Linked DNA regions of Ovis aries: region 2 is linked to region 1. A link is a contact called in public Hi-C data. All regions are on one chromosome and are shown on one strand. The core of a region is the stretch at or near the end of the contact, and the rest is flanking DNA. Distances in the headings are between cores, read along the strand shown. Region 1 has its middle 100 kb from the start of CDC7. Region 2 overlaps TGFBR3 (transforming growth factor beta receptor 3).

What was found. Hi-C and Micro-C count contacts between places; a contact is called where the count stands out from the background.
Region 2: a Hi-C map of skin fibroblasts shows a contact between it and region 1, with 2.7 times the contacts expected there. The contact joins two enhancer-like sites. A contact is called at or near these places in 2 of 16 Hi-C or Micro-C datasets (skin fibroblasts and tail adipose tissue).

What each region holds. Positions count from the first base shown.
Region 1 is chr1:68,892,469-68,899,579 of ARS-UI_Ramb_v3.0, forward strand. No RefSeq gene overlaps it. Among named protein-coding and RNA genes, the nearest start is that of CDC7, 100 kb to the left of the region's middle. Within about 2 kb of position 4,098, at least 9 of the 54 cell types and tissues checked have an H3K27ac peak or open chromatin away from gene starts, as enhancers often do.
Region 2 is chr1:68,973,378-68,980,488 of ARS-UI_Ramb_v3.0, forward strand. All of the region lies in intron 15 of TGFBR3 (transforming growth factor beta receptor 3), which reads right to left. Among named protein-coding and RNA genes, the nearest start is that of TGFBR3, 180 kb to the right of the region's middle. Within about 2 kb of position 3,159, at least 4 of the 54 cell types and tissues checked have an H3K27ac peak or open chromatin away from gene starts, as enhancers often do.

The sequences.
Region 1 (7,111 bases), core at 2,848-5,347:
CCTTCATCCAAGCCCTCTAGACTTTAGCATTCTTGAGAAAAAGAAAGAAAAGTCAAAGAAACAAATGGGGGAGGCTGTCTGGCCCATTTAGGCTCCCTCTGACACCATGGCTTCGCTGCATCTTTCCTTCATCCACGGTCCAGGCATCTCTGTCTCATGAGGAGGAGGTGGGGAGTCTTTAGGCTCCCCTGGGGTTCAGTGATGATGACAAAGAAAAGAAATTTAAACCTTTAACATATAAACTTCTTGCCAGGGCCAGTTACATAAATTGTGGGGCCCAGTGAAAAATAAAAATATGGAGTCCCTTGTTAAAAAAGCAGGAAAAGAAGTACCTCTAAAGATATTAAATATAAAAAATTTTATTTCATCCATTGTCTCTGTTTGCATTGGTGTTTTTTTAAAAATATATTTTATATAATGTTGTTCTTAGTACAGAAAAATTAACATTTTAAGTTATTATCACAAACTTTACCATTCCTCCCTATATTGTATGATACCTGTTTTAAGTGCAAATATAAGAGCACTTAATTCATATGTAGAATCGCTGAAATTATAGTTTTAGTTCATAGTTCATAGGTCCCTATGTATTTCATTCTTATCAGAATAATGAAGATACTGAACAAGACTAATGCAGTTGTTTTGATTTCACATCTTACCACGCACATGTTCTACCGACACTCTCTACCTTCAGCTTTCTGATGAGTAAGAAGGACTGAAAAGAAAAGGAGCTATGGTTTAGCCCCTCTTTCTTTTTTTTTCTACATCTTCCTCTTGCCCTTCTGGGAAGGGGACCGTCCCCAACCGGCTGCCCTCCTGGGTTCTTAGCATGGCTCTCCTGTAAGAACGCTGATGTCTGCACAGAGGGCACAGGGCTTCCATTTGCCCCAGAGCCTCAGCAATAAGTCATGTCTGAAAATGAAATGTCCCCACTCCTAACTCTGTCTCAGATGTTGTCATTAAAATAGCATGATTGAGCATTTAGTATACCAGACACAAATGCATATAACCATACACAGTCGGGACTGCTTACGGCTCTGTGCAGCTCAGAGCCCTTGGTGATGGAAGTCTTTCTTGCTTTAGTCTGCAGCCCATCTCTCCGGAAAGCTCAAACATGAGTTCATCAGGCTGGACATTTTAAAAATTATCAAATCATTATAGAACCAGTGTAGAAAAAAAACAAGTAAGAAAGATAACATAAATCCTGGTATATAAGAGTTTAATATTTTTCAATATATACATATATTTATATAAAGCATTGCTTTTTATTGGGTTTATAAGAGAGGGGTTGAAAATTTACTTCATATAGAATTTTAGTCTGCTTATCTTACTTAGCAAACTACCATAAGTACCTCTCTATGTTATCAGTCTGATTAGCCTGCCAGGCTCCTCTGTCCATGGAATTCTCCAGGCAAGAATACTGGAGGGAGTTGCCATTCCCTGATCTAGGGGATCTTCCTGATTCAGGGATTGAGCCTGGGTCTCCTCCATTGCAGGCAGACTCTTTACCATCTGAACCACGAGAGCAATCCCTTAGTGGCTACAGACTGTCTCATTGTATGGGTGTACCATAGTTTACCTGATCATTTTGGAACCATGGGGTGGCATTTTGTGGGGCTCTGAAGAGCTCCCAATCCTCCTTTATGTCTCAGCGCAAAAAGAATTCAGTGAGAGGCAAAGTGATAGATAAAAAAACTGATCTATTAGAAAAGGATGTTTTTGAGGTTTACAAGTGGGCAGGCGAGAGGATGCCATGCTCCAAGAACTTAGTGGGCTCCAGTTTTATAATCAAAGGACAAGTGGGGAAGGGGGGGAGATCTTCTTTGCCTTTCTTGAGTAGATGTCATGTTTCCATCATCAGTTCCTCCTCCAGGTTGGGCAAGGAAATTTTCTTGTCCCTACAAGATCAAGCTAGGTCCACAAATTATTGTTTTTTATGTGTGCAGAGAGCATATCCTAACTTCCTGAGCTTACTGGGCAGGATGTTGGGTCTCATGCCACCATTGTTTTATTGTTTGGGGGCATGTCCCATGCTTCTCTAGGATGGCTTTGTTGCTAAGCAGGCCTGCTTGGTTTTGTGGTTAAACAAATGGGAAATAGATGGGGAAACAGTGGAAACAGTGTCAGACTTTATTTTTTTGGGCTCCAAAATCACTGCAGATGGTGATTGCAGCCATGAAATTAAAAGACACTTACTCCTTGGAAGGAAAGTTATGACCAACCTAGATAGCATATTGAAAAGCAGAGATATTATTACTTTGCCAACAAAGGTCTGTCTAGTCAAGGCTATGGTTTTTCCAGTGGTCATGTATGGATGTGAGAGTTGGACTGTGAAGAAAGCTGAGCACTGAAGAATTGATGCTTTTGACCTGCGGTGTTGGAGAAGACTCTCGAGAGTCCCTTGGACTGCAAGGAGATCCAATCAGTCCATTCTGAAGGAGATCAGTCCTGGGTGTTCATTGGAAGGACTGATGCTGAGGCTGAAACTCCAGTACTTTGGCCACCTCATGTGAAGAGTTGACTCATTGTAAAAGACCCTGATGCTGGGAGGGATTGGGGGCAGGAGGAGAAGGGGACGGCAGAGGATAAGATGGCTGGATGGCATCATTGACTTGATGGACACAAGTTTGGATGAACTCTGGGAGTTGGTGATGAACGGAGGAGGCCTGGCATGCTGCGATTCATGGGGTCGCAAAGAGTTGGACATGACTGAGCACCTGAACTGAACTGAACTGAAACCTGCTTTCTTGAGTAATCATTAACTTACAGGAGTCTTCCATATTTTTCTTTTTATAATCCCCTAGTAGGATTAACTATTTAATTACCTACTCTGTCCCTTTACTCTGTCTCTATCATTTTCCCTAGAGATTGATATTTCCATTAACTCATGATCAAATAACATAATAAAAATATAGCAGTAAACTTATACTGGGAGTCAAAGATAGGCACATATATATGAAAGATGAGAAGCTACTTAAAAGTTGTGTGCTTGTTTCCCAAATTTGTGCCGTGCAGTACCCACTTCAGAACCTGCAGAATTTATGGGTAACCATCTATAATTTTATATATAAATATATAAAATGAGGGCTTCCCTGGTGGCTCAGCGATAAAGAATCCTCCTGCAATGCAGGAGACTCAGGAGATGTGGGTTCTATCCCTGGGTTGGGAAGATCCCCTGGAGGAGGGCATGGCAACCCACTCCAGTATTCTTGCCTGGAGAATCCCATGGACAGAGGAGCCCGGTAGGCTACAGTCCATGTGGTCACAAAGAGTTGGACATGACTGAAGTGACTTAGCATGCCTGCATATAAATAATGATAATTTTGGAGAGCATGGAACTGCTGGGGTCCAGCTGGCACTCAGCCTTTGTTCCTCCGCTTAAGAAGTTCCTACAGGGAATGTCTGTGAACATCAGCATGTGCTCTGAACAGATGGTCCATACTCTTGTTCTCATTTACACTCAGCCTGATCTCAGCTGAATCTAAAAGCACATCTTCTAAGATCCCCATGGCTGAGGCTTGGAGTAGAATTTTGACTCAGGGCTTCAGAAGATACCCTGGTGCTAAATCACCCCTTAAGGAAGGCAGTTTCTCATTCAGGGGCTGTGTCACACGTGGTTAAAGTTCCAGAGCTCACCAGTATCAGAGAACAAGGGACGGAGATCAGGAAAGGCCCCTGGACTGAGGATCAGCCAAGCGCACACACCTACAGTATGTGACCAAAAACCGTGTCCACCATCTCCCCCTGACACGCCTCTGGGCTGTGTAGATGTCCCTTTTACCCCAGATCCCATATACCACCCTTCTCTCTTCTTTAGTTAATAAGTCAAAAGTTGGCTGAGAGGAGAGGATGGTCAAGGATACCATGACCCCTCCGCAAAGGAGTCTTCACAAATGTGGTAACTCGCTATATTCTGGTTGGAAACAGGGTAGCAGAATGCCAGTTCCTACTGCAAGACCCAGGATGAAAGTGAAAGCTTGTTTCCAGCTCACAAGTGACAGAGCCCTTCACGTGAAACACCCTTTCTTTGGTGGGGGCGTGGAACAGGGCAGGGGTGAGTTAGCCCTGAGGTGTCTTCTGACACCCTGAGTCACTCGACTCCGGGAATTATGGGTGTGGACCTGACTGGGAACTTGCTGGCTCCTTTTCAGCATTCCTTGGACCCACCCTAAGCATCCGAGGAACCTGGCAGAGGCCCATGTCATCTTGGCTAGGCCCCAGTTGTAGGCGCTTGGTAGACAAGCTTTTGACCTAGTGGATTGCTCTGTTTCTGAGCCCATAAGGGAATCCCACAGGCTCAAGAAACTCCAGCACCACCTTGGACTGGCCTCACTTTCTGGCCCCACCAAACAGCCAAAAGATCAGGATGAATGAAGGAGTTCATGAACAAGGAAATCATCGCCTCCCTTCCTCTGCAAAAGCAGAACTTAGCAGTATCCCTCTGCCAGAGCAAGTGATGGCCTGCAGGACTTAGGGGGAAGGTACAGATGTGAGAGTTGGACCATAAAGAAGTCTGTGCATCAAAGAATTGATGCTTTCAAATTGTGGTGCTTGAGAAGACTCTTGAGAGTCCCTTGGACAGAGAGAAGATCAAACCAGTCAATCCTAAAGGAAATAAACCCTGAATGTTCATTGAAAGGACTGATTCTGAAGCTAAAACTCTAATGCTTCGGCCATCTGATGCCAAGAACTGACTCATTGGAAAAGACCCTGATGCTGGGATAGATTGAAGGCAAAAGGAGAAGGGGGCAGCAGAGGATGAGATGGTTAGATGGCATCACTGACTCAAAAGACATGAATTTGAGCAAACTCCAGGAGATAGTAAAGGAGCCTGGCAGGCTGCAGTTCATGGGGTCACAAAGAGCCAGACATGACTTAGCGACTGAACAACAGCAATAAGATGTCCAGGAAGTCCTGAGGACACCCACAGCAGGGACACAATGGCCTGCAGTCAGCATCCTGAACCCCCAGGAGATCCCCAGGCTCAACCCATAGCAACCACACCAGTGTTCCTCAGTTTCCCTACCTCAGCAATGGGAAGAAGAGCCACAACTCCCACACATTGTATATAAGACAATAAAGACCTAAAACATTTTCACTGAAAAACTGTCACATGTAACCCACAACTTGAGTACTCCCTGCTGACTTGGGAGCTGGTGAGTAGCCTTTCCCAGTGTAACTGTGGTTGGTGTCATCTATGTGATCAGCAAAATCATATAAAAATTAAGTTGAAATCCAATTTTTGTGCAGGAGCTCAGAAAATTAAGATGGGAAGTGTAGGGAGTATGTCCATGAGAGGAAAGGAGAGAACTGTAGTCTTGAATGAGTCACTAGCCTTGGGCTATTGCAATAAGAAGGGCAAATATTTTAGATATAACATCAAAGGGGTTCTTAGAAAAAGCTTGCCTCTGCTGGTAAGTCTTTCATTAATTTATTGGCTCACTCATAGGTATATTTTATATGCAGACCCTGATACTCTTGCTTGAGTGGTGGGGCAAGAGAAACAGAAAGCAGGGTTTTGGAGTACTTGGCCAAGGCCTTGAAGGCCTCTTTTTTAGAGATGCAATGTGGCTGGTAGATGAGACAGTGCACTGTGGTAACAACTGCCTGGGTTCAAATCTGCTGTTTACTAGCTCCGTGACACTGGGCAAGTTACTTAATCTCTCTGAACTTCAGTTTTCTCATTGATAAGACAAAAATAATGATAATAATTCTTTCATTAGGCCATTGTGGGGAATAAGTGATCTAATGCTTGAAAAGTACTTAGAACAGACCCTGAGACATAGAAGTCCTCAAAAACGTTTGCAACTATTACTTCCTAGCAAGGCAGTATAAGGATGGGTGGTGTTGGCATCCAAAATTAGCAGATTATTCCATGCATTACAAAGTCATATCTAACGTTTGCTTTTCCCTAATATATGTAATGACATTACTTGCTCCACTTCTAACTTTTGTCATTTTTAGGCCTCATCATTTCCATTGTTACCTGCAAACGTGGATCCTGGCTTTGAACTCTCTGGCCTTAAGATCTTTGCCAGCAAACAAAATCCTCCTGAAAAAAAGATAAAAAGGCAAGACTCTAAAATCCTGACCCCATAGCAACCCCCTCTCAGGCTGTGAATTTAAATGGAGTAGGGAAGGCAGTTTTGCATGCCTGTCATGTTTGGTGAAGGCATATGGTGGGAAGTGGCTGCATGTGTTGTGGGATTCCAGAGCCTCAGAGGTCACTGTGCTCTGACTCCCGTGGAATCTGCAAGTAAGTGGGAGTGGTCCCCTACCTCGTGGTCATGGCACATCCCCAGGCACCTCCCTGCTCGGGACTCACAGTCTCTTCAAAGCACCGTGTTATTGCCAGATTGTTGGATTGTCTGTTTTTGGATCTTGAGAGACAAAGCAGATGGACTTGGTCCAGAGTCCCCTCACTTCTCCTCAGTGCGCTGTTGTTAGTGACCACATATGTGGGGCCACCATTCCCTGAGGGCTGCCTAGAGGGGCTCGTAGACACAGCAGAAACAGCAAAAAGGAAACAAAGGAAGGATCTGGATTCCTAAGGTCTTGGCTCCAGGGACTCTGGTTTCCTTACGGGAAGTTAAGGTAGGTAGGGATGCTCAAATACCATGAGCCATCAGTCTGGTGCAGATAAGCCAGGGGCCCACCTCAGACAGAGCTACAGCATGAGCTCTAATCCTTTCACACAGTGTGGAGCCACCTGCTGCTCTGTGCCCTCAGGACCAACCTTCGAAGGTGGGCACCCACTGCTTACAATGTGCCATCCCTCTGGGGGTAGCTTTTTGTTGTTGTTCAGTTGCTAAGTCATGTCTTACTCTTTGCGACCCCATGGACAGCAGCATGCCAGGCTCCTCTGTCCTCCACTGTCTCCTGGAGTTTGTTCAACTTCATGTCCATTAAATCAGAAATGCTATCTAACCATCTTATCCTCTGCTTCCCCCTTCTCCTCCTGACTTCAATCTTTGTCTCTTTCCCCTAAATCACAGTACAGACAATGGCCACTGAAGGAAAACGTGCCAATTAAGTCCACAGTGATTTCAACTCTTACTCTCATATGTTGGCTTGTCTGCCTTGGAGGATTTGACTAAGTTGAGTGGAAAGAATA
Region 2 (7,111 bases), core at 1,909-4,408, 80 kb after region 1:
ATGTGTGTGTGTGTGTGTGTGTGTGTGTGCGTGCGCACGCACACGTGTATATACCTTTCTCTTTACGGTAAAACATCTGTCTACAATGCGGGAGACCTGGGTTCCATCCCTGGGTTGGGAAGATCCTCTGGAGAAGGAAATGGCAATCCACTCCAGTACTATTGCCTGGAAAATCCCATGGACAGAGGAGCTTGGTAAGCTACAGTCCATGGGGTCACAAAGAGTCAGACACGACTGAGCGACTTCACTTTCACTTTCTTTATTTACAAAAGGATGCAGTATCTCTAAGTATCATGTTTCTCCAGTGTATTTAATATTATTCCACTTTCAAAAAGTCTTCTAACACATACACAGACTGTAAAAGCATCTTTATTCCTCCTCCTGACAGTGTCGTCCTATAGTCCAGCTCCTCTTCATGCATGTGCATTATTACAAAGCTTCTCTAACTGGTCTCCTGGTCTCCACTACTGCACCCAACCCAAATGTTTCCTCCCCAATATGTGCCCCCAGAATGACTTTTGCAGAGTTCAGGGCTGATTATATTATTGCCCTGATTAAACCATTCAATGGTTTCCCTTCCTTTACGGGAAAAAAGTCCAAACTCTCGAGCATGGCATGGAGTGATCTGCCTTCCTCTCCCCACCTCTCTCCAGCCTCCTTTACTAATGGTTCCTCAGCCATGCTGGGCTCCTCGAAGTTAAGCTCCCCCACTTCTCCAGGCGGTTCCATGTCATCACAAGTTGCAAGCCATTCCCTCAAGGACCCTCCCCACACGACCTGCTCTGCTGGCATTTTCAGGGGAGGCGTTCTCTGACTATTTCACAGCCCCATACCCACCCCAGTGGGGCAAATCTCTCCCACTTTTGCTCATCCTCTTCCTCTTTTGTCATAAAGGTGCCACATCACATCTGAATTCTCTTAATCTTTTCCACCTCCAGGGCAGAGCCTGGATCTTATTCATCTGCAGACCCTCAGGGCTCGGCCAGGAATAGAAGAGCCTTTACCAGAAAGCTTAGTGAAGGTCAGTTAGAATGTTGCTGTACTTTTTGATTCATCAGGCTTCCCTGATGGTTCAGATGGTAAAGAATCCGCCTGCAGTGCAGAAGACTTGTTTTTGATCCCTAGGTAGGGAAGATCCTCTGGAGGAGGGAATGGCAACCCACTCCAGTATTCTTGCCTGGAGAATTCCATGGACAGAGGAGCCTGGCAGGCTGCAGTCCATGGAGTCGCAAAGAGTTGGACACGACTGAAGCGACTTAGCATGTACACAATTTTGTAAACAGAGGCAACAGAGGAATTTTGGAATAAGACTGTTTGAAAATGCTTATACGCTTTGACATTTCTATAATGCCTTCATGTTCAGAGAGTGCTATAGAGCCTGATCTCATTTGAGGTTTCAACCAGCCCCATAAAGGAGGCAGAAACAGAATTCTTATCACTATCTTACAAAAAAGCAGCCTGAAATTCTTTATCATGTGACCAGCCCAAGGTCACAGCTGGAAAGCATCAGGGTAGGGGCTGACCCAGGATTCCACATTCTGCCTAGCAGGCTAAATGACTGGTGAGTGTGGCTGCGCCCTGAGCTAGAGAAGCACTGATTAAGCAGCTGCTTGTGCACAGCTGTGTGCTCTTCTCAACAGTGAGAGTATCATTGGCCACAGGGCAGCATATCACAGTCCACCACTTATTTTTGTACAAGTGAACTAAAGATGAATTTTATATTTGTAAATCATTGAAAAAAAAATATTTCATGACATGTGAAAATTGTACACAGTACAAATCTATTCGTAAAGAAGTATTTGAACATAACGAGGCTCATTCATTTATATACTGTCCACGGCCACTCTTAGGCTGCAACAGCAGTTAAGTAGTTGAGGCAGGGACTCCATAAGCCACAAACTGGACATAGTCACCATCTGGCTCTTTATAGAAAAAGTGTGTTAAGTCCTGGCACACAGACTCTACCCCTGTTCTCGAGAGTTTAAAAGTAAACATGTTTAGTGCCTCTCCTCATCTCCATTTTTATTCAATAAAAAAGGAACACACACCTTGTTCTGGAAGCCAAAGTAAAGCAAAAAAACAATTGTGAAAAATTGACCAAAACAAGCAGCATTTGAGTTGATGTTTATAAAAATAGAACAGCTAGACAGGATTGTTAAATTCTCAGGATTAACCATCTCAGCTGGTTGATTACATCCATGAAGCATGGAGTATCACAGTCTAGCTCTAGGGGGAGGGATGCTACGGGATGAAACAAAGTCACTACAACTGAAGGGCACCCCCTGGAGTTGTGCAGCATAATGTCCCTGGGATTAGGATATATGAGAAAGTTATACTTAAAATAAAATTACTAAGAAAACGAAAATAATTGTGTATTTTTAAGAAAATGTATTTCAGTGTGCAGAACACATACCAACTACACAAGGCACATAAGAGCCTGTCTCCTGGGAGGTTGGCCCCACCAGCCTTATTGGCAGCAGTGAAGCAACAACAATGATGCCTCCACATTTGTACACTGTATAGTGTTTTACAGTCGACAAAAAAGCCTTCACTTATATTTTCTCATTTTAAATTCCCAAGAGTCCTATGAAGTAGGGGCATCTAACCACAAAATTCTATTTGTAAAAAGTAGTGGTTTGATACGCTGAACTAAGTCCAAAAGCATTTAAATGTCTCTATAGGGTTCATCATGGAAGAAATATACACACTTCTGGGAAGAGTTCCATCCAATCAACCACCCATGGTTAAGTTAAACTTTGTCACTCAGAATCCCCAAAAGGTTTCAAATAATGATTCTCCCTTAAGGAGACCTCGTATGTGAGAATGTAGGTTTTACAGTAAAGCCTGTGTGATAGATGACACTGTTTGAAAATTCTTAATGGATTTACATTATTACCTAATCCTCTTACCCTACCCCAAATATGGGCCTTCTCACACAGCTAAGCACAAACAGTTGTTGCTCATTTCCCCAGAGGTGAAGTTCCTCCATGCTTTCTGTGCATAAACAATAACAAGCACAGGCTACAGAACCAAGGTTCAAGGATTTTATCCTCTTACTTTTGTGTTCCAAAATTCCCAATAAACCCTGACTATAACTAAAATAGTTTGATCTCCACTGGAACCCTATAATTGAGTTGGCATGCTGAAAGGAAAAGACAAAACAATATTTACTTTTGGTTTAAGGGTACGATTGCAAGAAAGGAATCCTAGCCATTGCTGTAAAGAGAAATTTTAACAATAAAGATTTCTGTACAGAAAGAACAAACTATAATCAACATTCTGACTTAAATCTTTTCATGTACTCTGAGCAAACTTTGGTCTGCCTCTAGAACCAAAACTTCCCTCCTCAGATTGTTTACTCATGGTTTTCATAAAAAAGATATTTCTCGGGTTATGCATGAGTAACTGACCACAACTTCTGTCCTCCCACTTTCAATTCAGTTCTCCTAAACATGGCAGGACTGGGCAGGCCCATAGGGAAATGAGGTGTCTAACTGGTACCCACATCTATTAGTATTTGGCACAGAGAGAAGGATGGGGAGATAAAGAAGCTTGTGCAGGCCACCGAAGATACAGTTTTTACTAACTTAACCACACTGTAAATTAATCCCTTCTCTGGCTTCTTTCAATATTTATGACATTCACTGTAATTGCCTTCTCACTTATCTGTATCCTTCTACTAGATCAGTGGTTCTCACCCGGGAGTGATTTCTGCCCACTAGGCTCTCCAGGGGACATTTGGAAACATCCAGACACATTTTGGATTGTCACGACTGGTGGTAGAAGGGTTTGTTAAGGATATCCAGTATGCAGAGGCCAGGGGTGCTGCGTAACATTCCACAATTCACAGGTCAACACCCCACAGCAAAGAGTTATCCAGCCCAAAACATCAGTAGTGCATTAGATTGTATCTTCATATTTATTTTAAGCTATAATTAAAGTAGGGAAAGTGTTAGTCACTCAGTCGGGTGTGGCTCTTTTTGACCCCTCACCTGCCAGGCTTCTCTGTCCATGAAATTCTCCAGGCAAGAATACTGGAATGGGTAGCCATTCCTTTCTCCATGCATTAGATTGTAAAGGCATCAAACATAGGAAAGTGTGTATATTATATGCCAAGCATATGGTAGATCCTCAATAAACGTTTTTGGAATAAATAACCATAAATATGTGGCTCAGCTGGTAAAGAATCCACCTGCAATGCGGGAGACCTAGGTTTGATCCCTGGGTTGGGAAGATCCCCTGGAGAAGGGAAAGGCTACCACTTCAGTATTATGGCCTGGAGAATTCCATGGACTGTATAGTCCATGAGACTGCAAAGAGTCAAACACGACTGAGCAACTTTCATAAAAAATCATATATATTTTATTATTGCATACAAGCCCTAGCAACTTAACCTCCATGCTGCTTTCAGAGTACTCTTCCTAAATGATCTGATGGTCGGTTCTCTACTCAAGATCTTTTGATGGATCTCAGACTTTAGAGGTGCATACTGAAATATTTGTGAATCAAATGAAATGTCTGGGTTTCCTTCTAAACAATCCATAGACAGGAAGTAATAAAACAAAATTGGCTATGAATTGGTAATTGTGGAAACCAGATGAATAGTTTATAGAAGTTCATGCTACTATTTCTTGTTTTTGTTTAGATTTGAAACTTTTGAAACTATAAGGTTTTCAAAATGTGAAGCATACTGAATAAATAAAAAAAAAAAGAACCTATGATACCTCTCCCTTACTGAATAGAGACTGAATGTCTTGATCCGCTAACTAAGCACTTCTACCATCTTTCTCCTCGGCTTCCCCTCATCTTTACCTCTGCCTGAGGACAAAACCTGGCTGGTGCTTTAAAGTATTTTTGTTCTGGAAAAATCAAATGTGTTCCAAAAAGCAACGCCTCTCTTGGATTAATTTCCAACCGACATTCACAACTTGCCCTTTCACTCCCCTCTAATCCCCTCAGAAAGCCTAGTTTGGCTAAGATGTTAAGAGGAAGGAAAGGAAATTAACATTTACTGAGTACCCATGATATGTCAGGTGCTGTCCTGAGCATACTTTAAAAAGTTATGTGGTGGAAATATGGAGAAAATTCAGTATTTTAAACATTTAACTTGCTAAGAATTATAGATTGTACATAAAGCATGGCAAATTTGGGGATGTTCTTTTGTGCCCATTTTCTCCCCATATATATATATATATATGCCCTAAACTTCAGAGAAATGATTACTTTTCCCTTTCACCATTAAAAACAAGAATCATCGCTGATGTGGTGTAATCATTTTTATTATGTAAGCCCAAGTGTTCTCAAATGCTGTAAAAAGCAGTCACAGCATCCAAAGCAAACAGCACTAACATGCCTATATTTCAAGATATTTCAGAAAATATGGTAGGATGGCACCACCTCAACTATTTTAATTGTTTTGCCATAAATCATAATATGCATAAACTATTCACGTTTCCTGGGCTTTTCTTTGAGTTACAATTCAAAGTCACAGAACTTATCCTAAACTTTAAGACTCTTAAATAGTTTACGTGTTTCCTAATACCTTAACCCTTTGGTGGAACAGACTTTTGTCCCTAAAACTCTTCACCTTCTTTTCATTTCATAATTATTAGAGCATTTGGGTGCTAACCTGCATATACCAATGTGATATGGCATGAACTGGGGAAGAGGCCAGGAAGAGGCATATGAAAGGACAGATGACTGTGTTGCTTGCAGATTTTATTAAAAACTAGAGTCAACCTAAAGGAAATCAGTCCTGAATATTCATTAGAAGGACTGATGCTGAAGCTGAAACTTCAATATTTGTGAATCAATTTGGTCATCTGCTGCGAAGAACTGACTCATTGGAAAAGACCCTGATGCTGGGAATGATTAAAGGCGGGAGGAGAAGGGGATGGCAGAGGATGAGATGGCTGGATGGCATCACCAGCTCAATGGACATGAGGTTGAATAAGCTCCAGGAATTAGTGATGGACAGGGAGGCCTGGTGTGCTGCAGTCCATGGGCTTGCAAAGAGTCAGACACGACTGAGCGACTCAACTGATCTGAACTGAGAATCAACCTCCACCTAGGATAAGGCATAAAGATTTAAGAGCACAGGCTCAAAGTTCCTTGATTTGAACCCCAGACCCACCATTTATTTATGTGATGTGATCTTGGCCAAGTTACTTACCCTTACTCTATAACAGATTTGCCTCACAGAGGGGCCACATGGATTAAATACTATTACCCACAAAAAACATTTAGCATGAAGCCTTGCATAAAGTAAATGCTCAATAAATGTCAGATCAACATTATTATCATCTCCATCTTCATCATGACCGCTAGCATCATCATTATTGAAAATTTAAGCAAAACAATTCTAATCCCAGAGTTGGTTCCCAAGGGACTGAGAGATCAAAGGTGGCAAAGATGTGCTGTGAAACTCAGGAAAGTTCCATTAATAACAGTGTCTCCCCTAGCACAAAAGCAACAGTGGCCCAGAGGAAGGACTCAGAATTACTTATTTAGTTTTGATGGCCCATTCTGCTTGCCCAGAGAAGAAAGAAACATCACCTGAAATGTGCCCTTGCTACCTGGCAGTGGTAGCCACAGAGCAGCTCTCTGGCTGACTGTGAAGTAGACAACCTCTATCTGCTGCCCCAGAAAACCCAAGCGTTGAGAAATAAGATGGACCAAATGGCCAGGGAGAGCTGGAACCTCGGCCAGGTCTCCAAAGAGGATCCATGTGGTAAAAGGACAGTAAACTGTCCAACTGGGAAATTTTTACCCCCAAAATTATTCCCAACAAGAGATCTGCCCACTTCCAGAGATACTGTATGTGCTAAGTTGCTTTAGTTGTGTCCAACTCTCTGCAACCGCACAGGCTGTAGCCCTCCAGGTTTCTCTGTCCATGGGATTCTCCAGGCAAGAATACTGGAGTGGTTTTGCCACGCCCCCACCCAGGTGATCTTCCTGACCCAGGGATCAAACCTATGTCTCCTGTCTTGGCAGGCGGGTTCTTTACCACTAGCACCACCTGGGAAGCCCACAGATAACTGGGGTATTTGTTATCTTAATACAGTAACACATAAGGCTGTCTGGCAGGAAGAACACTCATGATCCTGTTATT